2 separate regions of the Oryctolagus cuniculus genome follow, and region 2 is linked to region 1. A link is a contact called in public Hi-C data. All regions are on one chromosome and are shown on one strand. The core of a region is the stretch at or near the end of the contact, and the rest is flanking DNA. Distances in the headings are between cores, read along the strand shown. Region 1 has its middle 59 kb from the start of LOXL4. Region 2 overlaps R3HCC1L (R3H domain and coiled-coil containing 1 like).

What was found. A called contact is a pair of places that touch in the nucleus more often than the background predicts.
Region 2: a Hi-C map of psoas muscle shows a contact between it and region 1, with 2.8 times the contacts expected there. The contact joins two enhancer-like sites. A contact is called at or near these places in 4 of 6 Hi-C or Micro-C datasets (ear pinna, embryonic fibroblasts, psoas muscle and 1 more).

Annotation. Positions count from the first base shown.
Region 1 is chr15:31,624,527-31,632,373 of mOryCun1.1, reverse strand. No RefSeq gene overlaps it. Among named protein-coding and RNA genes, the nearest start is that of LOXL4, 59 kb to the left of the region's middle. Within about 2 kb of position 4,028, at least 3 of the 8 cell types and tissues checked have an H3K27ac peak or open chromatin away from gene starts, as enhancers often do.
Region 2 is chr15:31,704,210-31,712,056 of mOryCun1.1, reverse strand. It overlaps R3HCC1L (R3H domain and coiled-coil containing 1 like), which reads left to right. Exons shown (of 8, transcript XM_051824052.2): 8 at 2,113-2,906. The coding sequence ends at 2,180. LOXL4 (lysyl oxidase like 4) reads right to left here. Exons shown (of 15, transcript XM_002718617.5): 15 at 5,621-6,877. The coding sequence ends at 6,807. Among named protein-coding and RNA genes, the nearest start is that of LOXL4, 21 kb to the right of the region's middle. Within about 2 kb of position 2,761, at least 1 of the 8 cell types and tissues checked has an H3K27ac peak or open chromatin away from gene starts, as enhancers often do.

The DNA.
Region 1 (7,847 bases), core at 2,779-5,278:
AACATGGCAAAGGCAGATGAAAATGCCTAGGACCGTGCTTTGGCCATGGCACTCCATACACCTCCCCCCTCCCACCCCGTTTGCCGGAAGCATTGGATTTTGCAGCGTTAAGTGCCTTCAGGCCTTCAGGTTCTGACCTGAATCAGTTGTTTGCTTTTGAGAGTGTAGACGAAGGGTTACTTCCCAGTGTCTTACCAGCACCAGTTTTTTGCTGATTCTCTTGAGAGATTCTAGAACTTATTTTATTTTGCTTTGTTTTTTTGCTGTGGTCAGCAGAAGATGGGGGTGTCACTGGCTCACTGGAGGGACAATGGCTTTTAAAGTCTTCTTACCACGTATCAGTAGCCTGGGGGAATGAATAATTTCAAGTTCAAGATGAGGTTGTTTCAGGAACTATTTAAACTATTTTTTATTTGAGAGGCAAGGAGGAAGGGAGGGGTTGGGAGGAAAGAGAAAGAGAAAAAGCACTCACATCCACTGGCTCACTCCCCGATGGCTGCAGTGGCCTGGCTGGCTAAAGCCAGAAGGTGGGAATGCAACCCAGGTCTCCTACATGGGCAGCAGGGACCAGCTACTTGAGCCATCACAGCTGCCTCCAGGGTCTGCATTAGCAGGACGCTGGAACCAGGCGGCAGTGGTGGGAATTGGACCCAGAGACTCTGGTGTGGGACATGCGTGTCAAAACTAGCAGGTCAAATGCACAGCCTCAAATGTTTGCATTTTCTTTTGAGGTACTTCTAAAAGCCCAGGAATGTTGTATGTATACAAGCAACTCCTCTATCCCTTTACCCACGTTCCCAGATTGTTAACATCTTATCCCATTTGCTCCATTCCCTTCTCTCCCTCTTTCTGGACACAGACGCGCACACATACACACCACGGGAAAGTGGGCATATTGGATTGACAGGCAAGAGGGTACAGTGAAAGTGCAGGGCTGTGAGACAGAAATGGTGGGAAAACCTTCCAGCTCATTTTCCCTAACTCCCCGCCTACTCCCCGTGTTACCGGGACTGAGACTGGTCCGCAGATATGGAATGCAGGCGTGGCAAGCAGGGACTTAACCACTGTGCAAAGGCACACGTGCTGGGCACGTGCTTAGAGAGGAAATTCACAGAATGAGGCTGGCCTCTTCTCGGATGTCTCAGCGGGGCCCATGATGCACACCTTCCACACCTGCGGAAGCTGGCCATCTGTCCAGTCCAGGTACCCGCCAGACTTCTCTCTGTAAACTCACTGTTTCCTCCAGGGTAACTGACAGTATTTGGTGGGGCAGTGTTCAAGACCACGCCAGTGTCACGTGCGTCACCAGATCTCTACCCAGGCTCAGCGTCTGCTGGTGCCCCCTCCCCACAACCTCTGTGGCTGCCACGTCAGCCCCTTTCCCTTTAACTGTTGATGCTTTATGGTAGACAAGTGTCCCTCTGCCGGGGCCTCGTCTCCCCCTTCCCTCTCCATTCCTGCCCGTGTAGACAATGGACTAGAACCCGCTGAGCCCATCGTTTATTTGGCTGCTTGGGTGGCCTCGGTTATCGGTGAGCCCCTTCAGACTGGCTCGTGTGTCTCTTTGAGGGGGTCAGAATCACCCTTGGACTCAGGGGAGGTTGCAGGTTTTTCTGGAGTAACACCTTGAATTTTCCTTTTCTCAGCATTTCTTCAAGAAGCCTGCTCCTTTCGGTGGAGGGGGGCTCAGGAGCCAAACACTGGGGTCCCTTCCTCCCGGCCTGGGCCTCTTTTCCAGCTCCTTGGCAGACAGTTAGGAACGATACGTGTGTGCATGCACACACCTGCTGTGTCTCTGTATTTATCTGGGCGTCTGTGTAAGTCATCTAGTTTTCTGTCTAACCATGAGTTTACATTGATACTTCCCATTTCAAGCTATCACCTCAGCGTCTTTCTTTCTTAAGATTTATTCATTCATTAATTTGAAAGGCAGAGAGAGAGATTGAGAGATTGAGAGAGAGAGAGATCTTTTATCTGTTGATTCACTCCCTGAATGTCTGCAACAGCCAGGGCAGGGCCAGGCTGAACACCGCGTGGTCCCACATGAGCGGCATGGACCCGGGTACCCGGGCTACCATCCCTTGCCTTCCCAGGTGCATTGGCAGGGAGGTGGATGCCTGCCCACTTCGAATTCTTTCCATCTTCCCCTTCTCCAGGAGGAGCAGCTGGGCTCCAGTGAGCCCTAACTGACTGACTGCTTCGCTCGGTCCCTTTAGGTAACCGGCGTCCTGGCACTGCCAACAGCTTCTGAGTCTCTGCTCTGCCACCCCCGCCTCAGCCCACTGCAACGTCCTGGGCTCCGGCCCCACTCGCGGCCACCTCCAGGGGAAGGGAAGAGAGAGGAAGAGGCGGAGCAGGAGGGAGAGCAAGCTGGGCATTTGATCGTTTTCTTCGGGGTCTTCCTGTCTCGCTCTCCCCGCAGTTAACACCATCTGGAGGCACCTCTTTGGGAGACGCTCCCTCTCCCGGGCCATGTGAAAAGGATGAGTCCACTCCTGCACAGGGTGGCTGTCGCCTCCACTCTCCCAGGGCGCTGGGTGGGGGAGTGTCCAGGCCTGGCTGACCAGCGTGGGTGTGATCCTAACAAGGACTGGAGCTGAGGGTTGCGGGGACTCCAGGCAACGCAGCACCCGGAGTCTGGTCCAAAGCTGCCTCTCCAGCCGCTGCACAGGTGGCAGAGACCTCCGAGGATGGGCCCGAGCTGGGCCCAGCTTTTCTGGGGTCCGAAGCTTGTGCCACCTGGGGATGCTTTTTAGGAAAAAGCACCTGCATGTGAGCTTTTAAGCTGCCGCCGTCGGATGTCCCTTGCTCCGTCTGTAACCTCACTATTTAAATCAGCCGAGCGCCCCGCCGCCTCCCTCCCCAACAGAGCGAAGTCTGAATTGTGTGGCGCCCACAGGAGCAAACCCCAGAGCTCCCTTTTCCCCTTCTCAGTTTTGAAGGCAGACTGGGTTCAGGGTTTCCGTCCCTGAAAAATGTTCTTCTTAACTAGATCACAGAGCTGCCAGATAAGGTTTTGGGACTTTACAGCAGTAAATAAAGAAGAATCAGAAGTTATAGTTCTGGCATTGCTGTCCCCGGTTCCTGCCTGGTTCGCTCTAAATCAAGTGTGTGCGTGTCCTTGGGGATTGCTGTTGACTCCAGTTTGCCAGGGACGCCGCGGCCCGGGCCAAGGAGCTCTACAGTTCAAATTACAGTTCGCAGGCCCACCAGCTGCAGACTTGCAAGTGAAAGTTGACTCCTTTTGCAGGAAGCAGTGGGCCCCACGAGTGCAATAGACTGCTAATTAGAGGGGTGGGGAATACCCCCATCCCCGCCTCCCTGTCCACCCTGCTGCCCATCGAGGATCCAAGGTAGTTGGATTGGGAATGCTTTTATGAAGAATGTTACAGAGTCATCATCACTGATGTCAAAAGGAGGGAAAATCAGAGCGCTCGCCTGAGAGGGGATTTTCTCAATGCCTAGTCGCTTCCTGGCTCAGTTCCAGCTCTGCACTGGCCAGCACAGTGACTCACTTCATCTTCCTAAGCACTGGGTCTGTCTTCTGTGAAATGGGTGCAGAATGAGCGCCCAATGCTCGTCCAGGGTGCTCAGCCTGTCCACACGGCACACGCCCTGACCCCACCCCCAGGAGTTCACAAGTCCAAGGCGCGGCCTGGAGGGAAGCCAGTGTTTGAAGCAATGCCATTGGCTTCCAACAGTCACCTGGGCAGTGGACACCAAGGCAAAGGGAAGGGCACAGGCAGCACCCACAACCAGGAGTCGCGTTCCACAGAAGGAGTGGGCTCTGGGCATCCTGGGGCCGCCGTGAAAATCCACAAGGGCAGTGCCGTCACCTGCCTGTGCACGCGGCTCCAGAAAACTGCGCTCGAGAGGCCACGGAAATCAATATCGAAAATGAGATGCTCGAGTCACCGCAAAGTGCTATTTTTGCTTATTCCAAATTGCTCTGCTTCTGTAAGTGGCTATTTTCGGGCAGCTCTTCCTGGCTATGTATAGGGATGGCTTGGCAATTCCCACACAAGTGGGAAGAGAAGAGAACTCTGCAAATAGGCTCACGCCCCAGGGATGAATCGGGGGCAGCTGAAAAGGTGGTGCAAGTCAGCTGTTTTCCCAAATATCCGGCCTCTTTAACCACCACCCCTGGGCTGGAAACCGTCAACAAATAAACACGCGTGCACGTGGCAGGGCCGCTTTCTAGTAAGTGCTTGGTGCTTAAAAATAGGGGTTTAAAAGCACAGTTTCCTCTGCTTCTGGGCCCGTTCCCTGAGCTGTCCTGGCTTTGCTATCCAGGGACTGTGTTTCGACAACAGGTGAAGGGAGACGAGGGTCCATTTTAAAAGCTTTCTGGTTTTCCGTTGCCGGGGAGAACTGGGAGACGAAAGGGAGGTGCAGTGCAGGGAAAGTGGCCTCAGGCGCAGGTCCAGTGAGTCACTCAGCAATTATTGACTGGCTCTACTGCCCCAAAATACCTAGAACCTGCCCACTGGCCCCGTGCCCTCGGCCACCATTATTGCCCTCTGTGGCCGAGTGGACTTCCTGTTTTCTCTCAGGGCTCCTCCAGTCCATCCTGCACCCTGCAGCCAGAGAGGGCTTGTTCAGGGGGCAACTCGTGCTGAAGCCCAGCCCTGGTGGACGGAGTGCGTGATGCCCAGGCTCGAGGCTGTGGAGAGCGGCAGCTCTGGGCAGGGCTGAAGGTTTCGCACCACGAGCTGGTACTTCTTCCATGAGTTCAAAGGCTCTTAAGAGCTTCATTTGGTCCCTGGCCTCTGGGGGCTCATGACCTTGCCTCAGGGTCGTAGACACTGAAAGTTCTAGGACTTAGGCTTGTCCACTGTGGCCTGAAGGGGCAGAAGCTCTGACCACCACGTGGAATTTACTGGAGAACTGACCATTCAGGAGGAGGGAGCCGGCTGACAACCTGTTGTGGGGCCGGCATGGGCAGTGGCCGATGGTTGTTGCTGGTGGCCAGGCTGTGGGATGGTGTCACAGGGTCCCTGAGTACGGCGACTCCACATGATGTCCCAGCAGGATCATGTTCGTAGCCCGACTGTTCAGGGCGTACTCTCGGGGGGCCCGCTCATTCCTTGCTCTCTCTCTCTCTCTCTCTTTTTTTTTTTTTTTTGACAGGCAGAGTTAGACAGTGAGAGAGAGAGAGACAGAGAGAAAGGGTCTTCCTTCCGTTGGTTCACCTCCTCCCCCCCACCAAATGGCTGCTACGGCTGGTGCGCTGCACCTATCCAAAGCCAGGAGCCAGGTCCTCCTCCTGGTCTCCCATGCGGGTGCAGGGCCCAAGCACTTGGGCCATCCTCCACTGCCCTCCCGGGCCATAGCAGAGAGCTGGACTGGAAGAGGAGCAACTGGGAAAGAACCAGCACCCCAACCGGGACTAGAACCCCGAGTGCTGGCACCGCAGGCGGAGGATTAGCCTAGTGAGCCGTGTCGCCAGCTCATTCTTTGCTCTCTTTCATTTCTATCAGGCAAATACGGCCCTAGTGGTCATGAATTAATCTCTTGACTTCCTATGCCCAGAAAGTGTGGACAACAGTTCCTCTGTAATAAAAGAACACACCAGATCTGCAGGGAGGCACGCTGGACATTCACAGTGGAAGGAAGAAGAGACTCCAGGAAAAGTGTCCCAGGAGGAGCAATCAGCTCGAGTGACTCTGGCTAACCTTGACCTTGGGGCTTCCACGCTGCAAGCCGCTTCCCTTGGCGGTCAGCTCTGGGCATGTCCGCCGGTGCCCGTCTCTCCAGGGCCTGCTCTATGGTCACCCCCAGGCACGGCCTCACTTCTTGATGCCACTCACTGTTTGGCTTCTGGAGGAGTCACATGCTGTCCACCGGGGTGACATACTCTTCAAGCTGTCGTATTCTTATTGTGGAATAAATAGAGATATTAGTCCCACTGGACAATGCTTTATGGAGCCCACCTTGCTCCCTACTCTCGCTCAGACGTTTACAAATTGGTTGAACCATGTCTTAATTTGTTCCACCACCTCAAGGACGCACCATTCCTCTGTTTAATATACAGACGGTGCCGTGCAGAGGCTAAGTGCCAATAAATATTTGTTGAATTGATTTTTCCGTTCCAAGGTATGGCAGAAAGACCCTCCTGCTTTATGCACATAATTCTTCCGTGTGGTTGTCACTGAAGTCCTCCTCAGGGACCCTGAACACGGCGCCAGCCCCTCGGGATGTCTCAGATCTGAGCTGCGGCCAGCAATCCCAAAGGCAACCAACCCGAGGCTGAGGACTGACGGTGGCGAGGAAGGGAGCCCCCTGGTGGTAAAAGGAGAGCAATTCCAGCGCCGTGCCGCAGGGCACGGATAGGAGTCAGGGCAGAAGCAAGGTCAGACGCCAAAGGCCTGTGAGATGCGCAAGAGAAGGAGTGAAGTCCAAACGGGACACCGCATTGGCCCCGCGAGTAAGGTGGGGAGCCACGAGGTCCCCCGGCAGCCCCGGGCTTGCGTTCTGGCCTTGCCATGGGAACCTCTTTGGACGGCTCACTCATTGCTGCCGGCGTCACCGTCAGTGAACCCGAGCGGCTCACAGTCGCTGTGAGGACTGAATGAGGGAACTCCTGTTCGGGAAAACACCGTAGCTGGGAAATGTGCTGCACAGAGACGGTGCCGCGGCAGGATTGGAGAACATCTAGTGTCCTGGAGGAGTCATGCACCACTTCCTTCCGCCTCGGTTCCTCCTGCAGCGGACTCCCAACAGCCTGCTCTGTCCAAGCTTGATGGGGTCTTGTCGTGTTACAGGCCGGGAAACGGGCTCAGAGATCTCAGCAGAGTCCCACGTGGCTAATTAAAACACAAATGAAATGTCATCCAACAAAGCAAAGGTCCCGAGTTGGCTCACAGACTCTCTTGTTTACTCTGGCTTTTATTGAGCTTTTGTCTCACTTGTCATGTTAAGCCCCACTCCTGCCGGTGGCTGTGGGAAATGTGGCCTGGCCATGGGAGGCACAGCGGGGGCGCTTGTGCAGCTGCCCCGGGCTCGAATGATGCCCCTGGCAGCCCAGGCCCCGGCTCTCGCTCTCTCTGCCAACTGGACCAGGCTGCCTGGGACGGCACCACTTCCTGCAGGGGGAGGCAGGAGGGAGAACGGAGGCAGAGGCAAGCCTCCTCTCTCTCTCTCTGTGCACGGGCTCAGCTTCCTCTCTCACTCTCCCTTGCTGGGCTGGAGTCCCCCCCCCCCCCCAGCCCTGGGCCCCGTTCTGGGGGCTCCCTTGATGGCACCTGCCCCCTCCACACCTCCATTTCAGCTGATGTCTCTCACAGAGCCCTGCACCATCTCAGAAGCAAAACCACTGAACCCCCTTACCTGGGGGGCAAACAGTGCCCAGCCAGCCCCCCACACCTGCGCATTCTGCATTCACTACTCAACATTCAAAAGGAAGCTACATCATACTGAACAGGCATGGCTTTGCCTCTTGTCATTGCTCCCTGTTCCGCACGAGACAACGCTGTATCTGGTACCGTAAGTAACCTGGAGATGATTCAAGGACACTGGAGGACACGCACAGGTGATGTGCAAATGTAAGGGGGCTTTTGTAAGTCATGAAAATGCAGTTAAAAGGCAAGTCTATTTTGGTGCAAAATTTTTGAAATTCATGCAAATGGGTCTTCAAAAAGGTCATGAAAATGCATATTATGAAAAAACTATGCATGAATTTCAAAATATTTTGCACCAAACTAAATTAATCTTTATTTCCATTTTGTATTATTTTCAAAATTATTTATTTATTCATTTATTTTTATTCGAAAAGCAGAGAGAGAGAGAGAGAGAGAGAGAGAGAGATCATCCATTAGCTGATTCATTCTCCAGTGCACACAATAACT
Region 2 (7,847 bases), core at 1,512-4,011, 81 kb before region 1:
TTTAATAAAGGGATGACATGTTTCTTTATCTTTGGTCAGTTAATTTTTTCACACTTTTTTCATTTTCTTTGTAGGTATTTTCAGATGTGAGAATAGTGGAAAATATGCTACCTAACAATTAAGAATCTGGGTTCCAATTTCAGTTCTTTTACTGATTATGTAACCTTTGGCAAATCACTTAAGGTCTCCAAGCTTCATTTCTTCATTTTAAAGATGAAGAAATCTTTTTTAACTTCCATCCTAACCTATATTTTTCTAATCTGTTCATGTTCTGTGTTTCTAAATGTGCCTCCACATTTTCACTATTTGAGTGTTTGTGTGTTTCTCAATTTGTCTTCTCTGTACTTACTAGTTTTCTCATGCTTTACCACTGGAATTTCCTATTACATTTACATGTATTTGTTAATACAGAGCTACCTTTTTTATTAGATAGCATTAGGATAAGAAATGTTTCAGAATTCTGAACTTTTCTGATTTTAGAATGGTAATATAGATTCCATAATAAATGTTTCATAACCCCAAAACCAGACACATTATATTGAAATTTCTGCTCCAAAATGTATGACTATTAATTCACATTAAATGGGATATATAAAGACTATAAACAGCCTCATATCCTTGCAAGTGAGCTTTCCACAGTCATCATGGCATTTTGGCCCAAGGTTAGGGGGAAAAATCTTGTTTTCAAAATTGTTTTGAGTTTGAAAATTTTGGATTATGGACACTGTTCCTGGATTTCCTGTAACTTTCCATATTACCCTAATGACTTGTCTGCTGCCTTATTGAAAAATTTAAGTTTTGATAATTTACTTTTCTGGTGTCCTTATTTTTCCTCAGAATCCAGAACCAATGTTTGATTGATTTCATCCAAAGTTGCCTTTAGATCTCTTCCAAACTTCTTTGTGTTTCTAAGAATCAAAACCATGCTGCCTTCCTAAGAAATCCTGGAATCCTTTAGACAAGCCAGCAGTTATCCTTCAACCCAAGCCTACCTTGGAACTGAGTCCCAGGGCATTATGTTAATCAACCTTCCCTTTGCAATTGCTGACCCCAGTCCCATTTTTGCCTCTTGTAACTTTGCTGCTATATTCAGATAATGCCACAAGATGGTGCCCAAATAGCAGCAAATTTCTCTCTCTCACATTTCCAGGTGCCAGTGGGCTAAGCTTCCTGACTAACTTCTTTGCCTTTAGAATACAGTCAAATATAGTTTAGGAATTTTATAAAGGATTCAATTGATAGGGAAAGAGATGTCAAAATAGTGTTGACTCTAAACTTATGTTGATTTTTGTAATCCCCCTGGTTCATTGCAAAGTCTTTCATAGACATTATCAATTTGTAACAATAGTACTTAAAAGGAAGCATTTAAGTTTACAATCTACATTTTATGGTGAAAGATAATTAATAGCCATGAAATTAGAATTGGTTTTGTGGCACCTAATGCAGTACTTGGGCTACCAAACCGTGTATGTTCTATATTTTCTTAGGCCTTAGAGAAAATGTTAAATGGAGAACCAAGCTTGCATATTAAAAATTGAATATGGATTGCCCAGATTTGTGTACTTTTTTCCTTATTGGAAGTGTGTATTCCAGAACATTTCTGACTCCTGAAAGTACTCTGACAAATATGAAAATTTGGTTTGCCTCTAAGTATTTTTTCAATAAAGAGATAGCAGAAAGATATAAATAAAGCTATTTCCATTTGAGCAACAAGATAGAAGAAGAATATTGAAACATCTTCTTGATCCTTATCAAAATATTTATAAGGATTAGTAAACTGGTAATAATACTGAAGCATGAAACACATTTAAAAATGGAATTAATACAAATACATATCAGCAAAACTAGAATCTAAGTCTTGCTAAATTCTGACTTATTCCAAATACTTGTAATTTCCATTAGCCCTAGAGCTTTCTGGTTTTTGGTATACAGTAATAAATATAAAGACTTATAGTAGTGTTGTTTCTACTAAAATTGCACATGGAAAATTAGATAGTAACTATTGGAATTAGGTAAGATGAGTCCTGAAAATTCTCCTGTCTCATGATTAAAGTTGACTTGTAATTTGCTTGTTATGTGAAATATACAACCATGTTTAATCCTTATTTACAGAGAGAAAACGATTGGAAGCCAAGCAACGGGAAGACATCTGGGAAGGCAGAGGCCAGTCTGCAGTTTGAACATCACCCAAAGAAAGAGATAACTTTATGACTCAGAAAATGTTTCCATAGTCTTCAGATAAGAGGATGTTTCCAGAGCTCTGCACATGCAGGTGTGCATGTTATAGAGTTAAAAGTGATGGAGGCAAAGACTGAATGGGTATATAAAGAAGGTAGATTCCTGTCTTCACTCCTAACTGCAGTTCTTTGGAATATACTACTGTGGTGGGTGTAGAAGGGAGCCATCAGCTAGCAAGATATCTGGAAGGTGTGACTTCCATGAGTCTTCTGGACTATGCAAGTCATGTTAGCGTGGTTCACCAAGATATTTAAAGCAAAAGCAAACAGAGGATTCAAACCTGCAGTGACGGAAGATTTAGGCCTCGCAAAGGCAGAGCATTCCTTAGTCCCTCACAAAGCTGAAAACAGCAATATTGACAGCATGGGAGGGGGGCAAGTGTGGAGCAGTTAGTACAAAGAGAAAGAATGGTATGTGGTGGGTTTGGAAGACAGGGAAGCTACACTGCCAGTCCCAGGACTCCAGAGTTCGTGCAGTGCAGCAGATGTGGGTATTTGGAGTCCAGAACCTGGACTAGCTAAGTGCCTGGGGCTGCTCCAGCCGCACAGCAGCTAGTGCCAGCTCCATTCCTCGTAGACAGCCAGTCTTGGAGCTGTGTGCCAGTTCCAGTTTAAGCAGTAATATCATGTTGTAAGAGGGATATATTAAAGCCCATTTTATGGCATATATCACTCTGGTATTTGTCAATCTTGTCATTCCCACAAAGAAATAAGAGAGAAGCTCTCTTATCTTTATGCCCATATTAACCCTACCGAGTAGAGAGCTGATCATTTCCCGGTTCCAACATATTCCACAAAAGTGACCACCCTGGGATTGATGTGTGGTAGCTCCTCTCCCCTTCCTTCTTGGACACCCCCACCCAAACCTCTTGCCTTTTCCCTCCTCTGTCAGATTTTGACATCCTGCAGAAAACATCTGGTACATAGCATGTTTTTGGTATGATCTTCTCAGCTGTGCCAGAGACACTTGGCAAGCAGCACCAGACCATCCATTACAGTGATGAGCAGCCAAGATAAAATAAAACATCTCTAGGCAGCGAGAGAGATTTCCTGAAGGACATGGACAAGTCAGAGCCATCAGCTCAGGCTTTATCCATCTCATACCTGCATTCTCAGTGTTTTTAGAAAGTAGTTCTACACTGAAAAAATGGCAGTGCTAGACCTTATATGCTGAGGTGGCAAGAAATAGTGTCCCATTCTTTAAAGTAGGGCAAGAGTTTCATTTTTTGATTTAGTGCCCATGATAATGATGGATTGTTAGCAGTGCCTAAAACATGGGGGAGTGGGATTCTGTTCAAATATTCCTCATACGACACTGGATTTGGGACTTAGTTTTGACCAAAGAACTCCTGCTGCTGTTCCAATCTTAGAGGTCTCTCACTGTTCCTCAGCATTCTTTTCTCATTCTTGGTCAGTTCTGCCAGTTTTCCTTGCTCCTGTTTGGTGCTTCCATGCCAAGTTTAGGGGATTAAATAAGTTGTTCCCTTGACTCTGTCACTATTGCTTAGACCAGTGTCCCTCTCATGGGCTTACAGTTGCAGAATTTGTGCTGTCTTCATGGAACAGACTTCTCTGTGATGGGTAGATCTGTTTGAATAATATGACTGAGAGGAAGAAAATGTAGGGAACTGCAGCATGGCTTCACAATCAATGGTGTGCCTCTGAGCTAAGCCTTTGCTATGTTTTGTTTATTCTACAAGGCTAAGAATGACCTTGAGCAGTGAAAAAGAGATGACTGCCTGTCACTTGCCTGTAAGTGGGCTTCCCCTCTCTAGCTGTATTTTAGCTTTGAGTGGCATTGTTGATGGTAACATAGAGCTCCATGTTTATTGCCCAGCTTTTTTATACATCTCATAATTTTGAGAAGTTACTTTTGTTCTCATTCTAATACTCTATACTGTAGCCTATCCCCGTTTTCATCTAATAACCAGCTACCTATAAATTTCTGATTTATCCTTACAAGCAGACCCAGGGGAAAGATTTTTAAATTTTTTTTTAACCAACACTTGACAGGTAGGGAGTTCTCTATTTCTACCATTAGTTGAGAATGTGCTCTTTAGTTATATATTCTCCCAGTAGCTTGGGTTGGGTTCCAGCTGGAGGTGAGAGATCCTGCCCAGCATACATTCCCTCAGGCTTGCCAGAGGGGAATCAAATGCTTGGCCATATCTAAAGCAAGGTGACTTCACTGGAGAGCACACAATAGCTTCCCCTGGCTCCTTTGTGAGATGTCCGGGAAGACAGCTAATATAGTCTGCTGTTCACGTAACATTATTTTGTATATGTTAAACATCTAATCCCACAATCATCTGCAATTTATAATAGAAAGACATAGTCTCCATGAATCCTAATATACTCCTCATAGAGTGAAAATTCTTTATAAAATAGAAGTAGATTAGGCTTCTGAGGAGTAGAGGTTCCTAGCACTTTAGTTTCTCTGAGACTAAATTATGCAAGTTGAAAGTCTTCTGAGGTTTTGGGTTCTGCCTGGAATTTGTTGGTTGGTATTCTGTTAACATCCCTCATCTAGTTATTAAGTTATGCCAGCCATCAGTCTTCCCATGTTCTTCCCTTCCAACTCAGAGGTATAACAGTACAACCTTTGTGTAGCTTTTTCCAGGAATTAGAACTGGCTGCGTCCATCACACAAGTGATGTGGGTAGCAAGACTGACACCAGAGCTGGTGGCTGTCTGCCTGACCTGCTTTTTGTAGCCATGGTGGAAACTAGATCCAGCAAGAAGCTGAGGGTACCTCCATACCTGAATCTATTCACATGTCACCACTCGCTGTCCTGCTAGCTGCACCTCCCTTCACAGGCCATTAACTGCATGTATGAGTATAATGTTGTTACTGTTTGGGAAATGTTTGCTGAATCCAACAGGAAATCAGTCCTTCCCTTGTTTACCTAAACTGCCATGCTAAAATATAATGCTTCATTCGCCTAATGAAGGAGACGAGGAGTAGAGGGAAGGTGAAGAAGGAAGAAAGCACTGCCTTGTCAGAGAGGATACCCCAGAACATGTCTTTTTTTCCTTCCTAAGGAGGGGGTTGTTATTGTGATTTGTGGAGGGGAGTACTGTTACAAATTTCCTGTATCTGGTACCATTCCTTCTAGTTTTGTAAGCGTTGTTAGGAAAGTTTACAATCCTTGGACTTCACCTTCTTGTTTCTACTTTTCATCTTTTAACCTTTCTAACCCCTATTTCAGCATTGATCCTGGGAAGGGTAATTGGGAAGCAGCTAATAGGCTAATAGCTGATTTGAAAAACATCCTGGGGCTGTCATGAGTAGTATGTGTGTCATGTGTACCCTAGTCCCCAGCACAGAGAGTGAAAAGGAGTGAAGTTAGTGTGCTGGCAACGGTACATAACCACAGCTGCTCTTTTTCTTTGTAGCAGTCCATAATGAGCAACCTTTATTGATGATGGGGGGAGGGGTCATACCTGTACGGATTATCTTTAAAGTGTGTCTCAAAGGAGAAAAGATCAAGACTCGTGTCCAAGACCATGGAATTATATACTACCTGAGCAAGAGCATGGTGCAGTCAAGCCAAGCAGGGTGATGGCTTTTCCTAAGTTCAGTCCTTAACGAAATTAAATGTTCCCCCTTGTGATTTCTCCTGAGTCTTTTGTCCCTCACTCTATCACATCTGTCTTCATGTTCCTATAGAGATGAGTGGCTTGTTTGACTGATGTTCTTTCCATTACAAAAATTCATTCAATGCAAAGTTCATTTGGTTGAGACCTGAAGCCTAGGCCAATCCTGAGATGCATGGTGGTCCTGAGAGAGATTGGATTGTCTGCCAGATTATTTGACACACAGTTTTTTTCCTTAGCAGAGGTCCTGGCAGGAGCTGAGGTCCCTGTTAGCTCAGTGGTCTTCTTGCTTGGCCTTCTTGTGCTGCTCTGCAGAAAGGCCCTGTCTAGCCGTGTCTGTGAAACTTGCCCTTCTCGAGCACTCAGTACCTGGCAGTGTTGGCCATTCAGGAGATTAGGGGATGCCGAGGCCTAAGCTTCTGGGGGGTGCAGTAGGATAGTTAAGACTGCTGAAGAACAGACCTGCAGAGCAGAGGTGGGTTCCAAGTGGGGACAGATAAAGTGAGGGGCTGAATCCTTCAGCATCTCTGATAGTTGTGACTCTGAGACTGTGTGTTGCTTTGAGCCCCTAGCAGTGAGCTGACCTCATCTCCTGTGTGAGTCCTCTGTCCTCTACTCCAAGACATTCGCAAAGCACTGCTAGATGGGGGACTGGTCCTGAATCCAGAACTCTAGCAAGATCCAGGAAAAATTGGATCTCCTTGTGGAAGAGGAGCTCAGCTGACTAAAGCATGGAGACCATACTCCACAGGCCACAGGCCCTACGGGGAGAGGCCCATAGCCACCCAAAGGGAGCAGTACCATCCTGGTTTGGTGATCTTGCCATCCAAAGGCTTCCTGAGCAGGTACTCGATGCCCCTTGGCACTGGCCCCATTTACTATGAATTAGGGCTCTGTGAAGGGCATGGCTCCAGTAAGCTGAGGTATCTGGTGTTGGTGTGTAGGCAGCAGTAGGAGTGTGCAGTGATGGCTTCAGATGAGGTTGTTCCTGAGTCTCTGTTCCTGTTCCAGGGAGAGCTCTGCATTGGCTCGGTATGAATCTCCTGTGGGCCAAAGGAAAACAGCTGAATAGCCAACCCTTCCCTGACAAGTTTACACAGACACATTCTGCCCAGTTTAACCTTAAAATCAGATCAGTCGAGGGCATAAACACTAGTCATACTATAGATACAGACCCTGGCCAGGTGTGTGGTTTCACGGCCACCAGAAAGAATAGGCTGTTGTGTGGGCAGGGGGGTGCTGCTGCTTCTCCTTTGCTCTCTTACCCAGATTTATTCTTTGAACTTTATTCTCTCTGTCTTGACCTCTAGAGATCGCATCTTGGCATCACCCTGGCTCCCTTGTCCTCTGGTATCTAAGTGAGTTAGGTCAGTATGAAGCTACAGCAGGAAGTTTAGAGGATGGAAGGGGAAAGAGAGGTTGGGCATTTCTTCCAGAAGTGATAGTCTTTTGACTCCAGCTCCAGCTCTATGCTTGAGTCTTGCCCTGGCTCCAGCACATCCCTTACCCCTTGAAGCCTAAAGGGAATGACAGTTTTTCACTCTTGTTTATACATGGAGGTCTCAATATCTCCTTGTTTCTTTAGTCCTATGCATAACCTCTGTAAGGAATCCTTTTGTGGGGCTGGTGTTGGGGCACAGTGAGTTAAGCTGCCACCTGTAACACCAGCATCGCATATGAGTGCCAGTTCAAGTCCTGGCTGCTCCACTTATAATCCAGCTCCCTGCTAATGTGCCTAGGAAAGCAGCACAAGATAACCCAAATACTTGGCCCCTGCCACCCAAGTGGGAGACCTGGATGGGGTTCCAGGTCTGGTTTCCACATGGGCCAGCCCCAGTTGTTGCAGCCATTTGGGGAGTTAATCAGTAGATGAAAGATCTCTCTCTCTCTCTCCCTCTCTCTCTGTAACTCCATATTTGAAAAAATAAATCTTTTATTAACAAAAAAAAGTATTTTTCTTTAAGTAACTCCAGACTCTCGGCTGAGTGTGCCTTCTGTTTCTGTGAGGACCCT